2 separate regions of the Mus musculus genome follow, and region 1 is linked to region 2. A link is a contact called in public Hi-C data. All regions are on one chromosome and are shown on one strand. The core of a region is the stretch at or near the end of the contact, and the rest is flanking DNA. Distances in the headings are between cores, read along the strand shown. Region 1 overlaps Prkce (protein kinase C, epsilon). Region 2 overlaps Prkce (protein kinase C, epsilon).

Region 1 (3,455 bases), core at 871-3,370, 78 kb before region 2:
CAGCATCGTGCCTCCATCCTCAGTCAGGCTTACCCTTGGCAGCATCACACCGCGCCATGCCAGAGGCCATATGGTGGGACAGCTGAGGCTGGGTGACGCAGGACAGCATCTCTTGCCAATCCACGTCAGCCCCAGTCATGGGTACACTGTGGCATTTAAACTGCAGCAAGGGACCTTTGATTTGGAGGGGGAGGCTAAAAGGGAGCCTGTAACATGTTCAGAACACCTACGTGAAGGGTGAGCAGGAGTCCAGGACCTGGGGGTGGGCACAGCCATCACTATCTGTCAATCACCCTTCTGGAGAGAAACCAGGCCACCCAAGTAGACAAGGTGAATGTGGGCTCTCAGAGCTTGAAACTCAAGACAACACTCTCCATCACCAGAGTTAGAATGTTTAATGGAAGGAGAAAAGAAATGAGTAGGGAAGAAAGAAAGCACAGGTCCCAAGCTCTCTCAGGTACCTACTGCTCAGGGCTTAGGGACTGAGTTTCTCTTCCCCTCCCCCAGGCAATACAGCAATGAATAAATTCCAACACATCCATAAATTCCACACAAGAGATACTCATGGATCTAAAAGTCATATTTCCAGCCTCTCTGTCTTTCCAGGTCACAGAAAATGGAGTGAAACAAAATTTGCCGAACAAGCAATAGAAAGAGCTCATGGCCCCTGCCTCAGAATCATCCAACCCCACAACTGCTGTTACTACTTCAAAGACATTTCATTCGCTCTGGGTCTATTCTGAATATTGTAGACCTCACTCCTACCCCTGAAGGCAATATTTCAAAAGGAAAAGTACTTAGCAATGAAGGCAATGTGCACATATGTCTTGCCATATATTCAACTGAAATGGATTTAAAAAAAAAAAAAACTTGGGAGATGTGAGTGTGGATTGAATATTAAATATTCAAATAATACTTAGACACTCTTGTTGGACTTGTTAGTTGTGGTCATGGCTTTGTGGTTATGCAAAAAAAAAAGTGTCCCATTTGTGGGAAATACTTGGGAGGGGAGGGTGGGGATGTCTGGAAATGGCTGTAGAACACTTGTGAAGAAATAAGAGACAGCAGTGTTAAAGGTCCAATTGATGGGAATCCTGAGTTTATTGTTCAATTCTCCTTGCTTTTATAGGTATGAACATTTAAACTAGAAAAGTGGGGTGGATCAGCAGTTAAGAGCATAGGCTACTTTTCAAGAAGACCCATTTTTGAGTGCCAGCACCCTAGGACTGGCTACAACTCCAGTCCTAAGGGATCCAACACCCTCTTCTAGCTTTCGGAGCCCTGCATGAACATGATGTGCAGACACACATGCGGCCCAAACAGCCAGACACATAAATGAAAGCAAAGGTTTTAATTGAAGCTCTAGGTAGGGGGAAAGTCCTAGCAACCCATCACCCGGGAGAGAGAGGCAGTGGGGTATAAAGGAACCGTCTGTGAGTGTAAAATGTACAACTCAGTCAGGTTGGCTCAGCCTCATGGTGGTCTCGGGGCACCCTAAAGCACAGCTAACCATGATCACAACAGCCATGATGATGACTTTATGTGAAGAAGACACAAACCCTCCTTTTGTTTATTAAGATTTCAGTAAATCGATTCCATCTGAAAACGTGGCCAGAAACGTCTCCATGTCTAGTCTCAGTTTGGTGACGTGATGTAAGCATCTTTGTAGAACCTCTCTAGCACACTGGTTGTCCTCATGTGATCGATCATTCCTGGACCCATATCTCCCGGTATGGAAATATCAAGCTCCGACCCAGACCTAAGTCAGAAACTCTGGGGTGGGTGGGACGCAGAAGTCTGTCTTAATTACCTTTGTTGTGATTCTGGGCTCACCGGTCCCCGTGGTGCCAGGTGACCCAGACATGACTCAGTGCCTAACATACAAATGGCAGAGGTATATACATCCCATATGGAGCTCAGATAAATTTAGCCCTACAATCTTTGCCTTAGCCAGGAAAGCTGGTGGAGGAAGAAAGGGAAAAGCTACAACCCTGGTTAAACATGTATGCCCTCGGGGAGCACCCATAAACCTTCAGGACCCTCCTCTTAAACCTATGCTCCAAGAAGCCCTGTAAACAACAGGAGCCCCGCCTGCTGTTCAAAGGATACAAGCACTGCTAGACTAGATGGGATCATAAATGGCTTACATAACCCACTAAGTCCCTGCTCTTCAGTACACCCCACAGGCCTCTCCCTTTCCCTCGGCTGCCTGGCAGCTTCTGCAGGCCTGTGGAGGTGCAGGGAGGTACCTGGGTCAGGGTGACTTGACCGCCTGCCTGAGCGCTATGAAAGATAATATGCCTGCAGGTGCAGGAGGAGAGGGGAGGGCCTGCAGAAAAGCCAGTCCTCGCTTTGGTGTTTAATTCCTAAAAAAAAAAAAAAAAAAATCACAGAATGTTCTTGATGAATAATGGAGATTACTGAAACCAGCTCTTGGATTCACAGATTGAAAAAAAAATCAGGCCCAAAGAGGCGATGTGATTGTTTTGACAGCGCACAATCTATGGGGGCAAGATCCCAGCTCCCCTGGGTTTCCATGTTGGAGATGGGCCACAAAATATGACGAGAGGTACAGGTGGGCTGTCTCCATGCAAATGGGAAAGAAGATGAGGAGAAAACCTCTAACAGAGAGTTACGACCCTCCAGCTAGTAGATACTCTAATCACAAGCCTCGTGGCTTTGGATAAATTAACTTCTCCAAGCCTCTCTTTCCTGTTTGATAGCATGGAGACAATACCATCTGCCTCACAATAGGAATGGTAGAACCTGGGTGAAGCTGGGTGAAGAGATGGCGGACGGCAACCACTCAGTAAACACTAGTTGTTGCATCAGAGAGAGACGTGTTTCAGTGCTCGCAGTGGTTGGTCTGGAGGGAGGAGGGAGAAGAACATCCAGAGGTTAATAAAAGGAGATTTTCACTCCTTTGTATTGTCAAAAACGTTGTTTTGGTGAAGTTTCAAGTCAATTACATTCATCAGGGAGGAATTAATCAAATTCTGTCTCACCAACCGAGTGTTAAGTGCTGTGGAAGAGCCTCCTTCGGAGAACTGTCTTCTTTGATGTGATTAGAGGAGCCCAGTGCTACACGCAGCAACTGTTTAGAAATCCAATTAGTAGTGGATGGCAAGTGAGATTTTATATATGGTATCAGTATACATAAGTGAAATAGAAAAGTATTATGGTATCTAATAATACGTATACGATATTGCATAGGTGGATAGCATTTGATTTCAATTTCATAAATACTAGGAAAGCTTTTCCCAGGTCGGGTGATAAATAGGGCTCTATAGAGGTTAAAGAGGCATAGGGCGCCCACAAGGAATTTGCAGCCTAGTTAGGAAAGCAGATGTGTGTAAATGGTCCTGATAGGATATGAGGATGGTAAACTCTGCACAATTATCAGACATCACCCACAGACATCAGATATTACCATGGATGACGTACTATCTCCAACA
Region 2 (3,052 bases), core at 481-2,980:
CCTCTAGCCCTGGATGCCCTGGCTCCACAGGGAACCCGGAGGCACCGCTATCTGATGTTGAATGCCACTTGCAAGGACTTCCAGAGATGAGGGCTCTGGGAAAAGAGAAGGTTTCAGTTCACAGGGGCACGTCTGCATCCGTGGCTGTTACAGAGCCGATACTGAAGAGCAGGCAGGCAGGCAAAGAAGCATGTTCTAGGCATGTAGATCTGACCCTTCCTCCCTGATCTTTTGGACCAAGGCCAATGTCAACCGCTCTGGGAAGCCTTTCCCTGTCTCGCTCTGGACAATCCTAACATATCAGCCTTTAGGGAGCTGTTTGAGATGGAAAGTGTGAGGCACCAAGAGCAGGGAACCCCCTTTTTTTATCTGTTCACCTCCATCTCATTCACCTTAAAGCAGTCGGGGTGAGAAGCCCTTCTCGTACACTATCTGTCTCCCCCCACAGACACACACCCCTAAGTTGGAACTTAAGAATAAAGATATTACTATAATTACTTAAACAAACACTGGAACGTAAGCGAAGGAGATACCTTGCTTGGTAGAGCACATGTGTGACTGTAAGCACCAGAGTTTGGATCCCCAGAGTGCATGTGACTGTTGGGCAGATATGGTGGCTGCCTATAATCCCAGCATCTAGGAGGCAGAAAGAAAGGATTTCCCAGAACAAGGTGGGACCAGCTAAGTAGGTAAAGTCTGTTCGAGTGAGACACTTCTTCAGCATAGAAGGTGAAGAAAGACCAAGGAAGACACCTGCCATTCATCTCTGGTCTCCACAAGCATTTACACACATATATACATAGACCCCTCATACACACCCACACATGTGAATATATACACACATATACATGCAAAAACAAACCAAAACAAAAACACCCCCCCAGGTTTCAGAAACTAATACTTATCTGCACACAAGGCATGATGATATGATCAGCATATCAGTACTTGTGAGTAACTATCCTAGAAACATTCTATCTTCAAATTTAAAATTGCCATGTCAGATTTATTTTAAATAGACCTTGAATGTCTCTAAGTGACTGAGTTCAATCTCCAGGAAAGAATGATAGCAAGAAAATAAAGAGAGAGAGAGAGGGAGAGAGAGAGAGAGAGAGAGAGAGAGAGAGAGAGAGAGAGAGAGAGAGAAAGGGAAGATTAAATTTGAAAAGGTATAAATAAACTATGCAGAGTCCTCTAAAATCCAGATCCCGTTAAAGAGGAACCTGTCAACCTTACAGTGACGAAGGCTACCTCTCTGGCCAAAAAGGACAAATGGCATCTGAATATTAACATATATTAGTATCACACACACACACACACACACACACACACACACACACACACACACGGGCACGCGCACCCAGAAACTAAAGATGGAATAGGTAGTCTCTACTACAAGCGTCTTAAGTTTTGAAGACTCTGCTTGCCAAGAGATACTTTTGTTCACATCGTGCTCTCCCTGTGACGGATGATATACCAGTCTTTTCAAATGGGGGCGCAATAGCCCATGACGGGTGTCCCCATCGTGCCAGGCCTCTGGCAGAGCAGAGCAGGACCAGCGCTGAGACTGGAGCTCATGCAGCCAGGGCCAAGGTCTGAGCTGTGAATCTGCTTCATGGGGGGGGGCCTCACTCGCTCTCTAGGCACTCCAAACTTCCTCAGCCCAAGCCAGGGCTGCAAATTCCCCTCCCCAGGGGACATCCACATGACTCCACTCCCTCCTCCCCTGCCCGTTTCAGAACCTTGCCTTATCTGTCTTCCCCCTCCTTTCCCCTGAAATAGTTGGCTGTAAGGGCTGCAAGGCGTCTGCACACAGTCATGATAAGCAGTGATAAAGATAGACTCTTAAAGAGCCATGTAGGGATACGGAGGCTGAAACCCATGCTGCCCCGCAGGCGGGGTGGGGCTTCTACTGCACCAGAATCCTAGAAGCAGATTTTAAACCTTCACCTCAGCAATGTTAAGAGTGATGCAGGCAGTTTGGAAAAAAACAAAACAAAACAAAACAAAACAAAACAAAACAAAACAAAACAAAACAAAACTAAATGCTGGCAAACCTGGGAGGTGCGTCTGAGTCTGGTACCTACCAAGAGACATCATCTCGCCTCTGGATCTTCACTGACACACCACGGATGAAGATGCCGTCCTTTCCCCAATTCCCAAAGTGATCCTCATTAGAATTTAGGTGTGTGTGTGTGTGACACATACTCATTTTTAAGGGCCTACAGCCCAGTGAGATGACTAGACCCAATGCAACTGTCCCACTTCACATTCAAAGACCTCTAAGACCAAAGAAGTCAAGCTTCCCCCCCCCCCTAAGGTCACAGAGCTCATTAGCGGCAGTGTTAGGCTGATGAAAAATAAAGAAGCTAGCTATGAACGCAGCGCCCTGTGAACATCTACTGTCTGATAAATGCTTGAAAGCAGGCAGCAAATACAAACTCAGCAAACCACAGCCACTTCCTATGCGAGTCATTATAATGAGAACTACCATCTGTCTAAGAAGTAGCCCTTAGATGAAAGGCAACCCCTAAACCCACGAGATAGTCAGACACACACACACAGAATTCAATCAAGCCACCTCCTTAACAACATAATCAGTCTCAAACCACAGCAGTCACGATTTACATTTCACAATGGACTTCTAATAACTAACATTTTTGTGTGCTTATCATCTGACAAGCATTTTCTAAGCACTGTGTATACACGACGCTATTTATTCCAAACAGCACACTTAGATAGATACTGCAGGCTTTGTGCTACAGATGAAGAAATAAAAGAGGTTATGCAATTGGTCCTTCAGTCATAGACAGAGCTGGTTCCGTGGCCTGGGAGGGGAGCAGACTAGAGCCCACATTGGTCTAACACAAACCCTGGCACTATGCTAACCACTATGCCAACCATGGCATTACCTGCTTCAACATCTGGCCCTCTGCTGCATCCTTCACAACTTTTAAGTTTTAAAATACATACTCATTAATAATTACAGTAGCGGAAACTGTGTGATGGTGAGGGGCACTCTGTGACTTCTGCTTGATTTTTTTTTTTTATCTTT

Evidence for each region. Hi-C and Micro-C count contacts between places; a contact is called where the count stands out from the background.
Region 1: a contact with region 2 is called in a Hi-C map of uterus, with 1.9 times the contacts expected there. The contact joins two enhancer-like sites. A contact is called at or near these places in 6 of 39 promoter capture datasets (the 3T3-L1 cell line, hippocampal neurons, pre-B cells and 1 more), 14 of 484 Hi-C or Micro-C datasets (the AML12 cell line, the N1E-115 cell line, cerebral cortex and 9 more) and 5 of 115 datasets of contacts at active chromatin or transcription factors (the HPC-7 cell line, astrocytes, embryonic forebrain and 2 more).

What each region holds. Positions count from the first base shown.
Region 1 is chr17:86,262,871-86,266,325 of GRCm38.p6, reverse strand. The region is part of intron 1 of Prkce (protein kinase C, epsilon); the gene reads right to left. Among named protein-coding and RNA genes, the nearest start is that of Gm52296, 21 kb to the right of the region's middle. Within about 2 kb of position 2,120, at least 9 of the 459 cell types and tissues checked have an H3K27ac peak or open chromatin away from gene starts, as enhancers often do. A contact at or near this core is called in the N1E-115 cell line and uterus, where this site is marked.
Region 2 is chr17:86,184,474-86,187,525 of GRCm38.p6, reverse strand. The region is part of intron 1 of Prkce (protein kinase C, epsilon); the gene reads right to left. Among named protein-coding and RNA genes, the nearest start is that of Prkce, 18 kb to the right of the region's middle. Within about 2 kb of position 1,730, at least 102 of the 459 cell types and tissues checked have an H3K27ac peak or open chromatin away from gene starts, as enhancers often do. A contact at or near this core is called in the N1E-115 cell line and uterus, where this site is marked.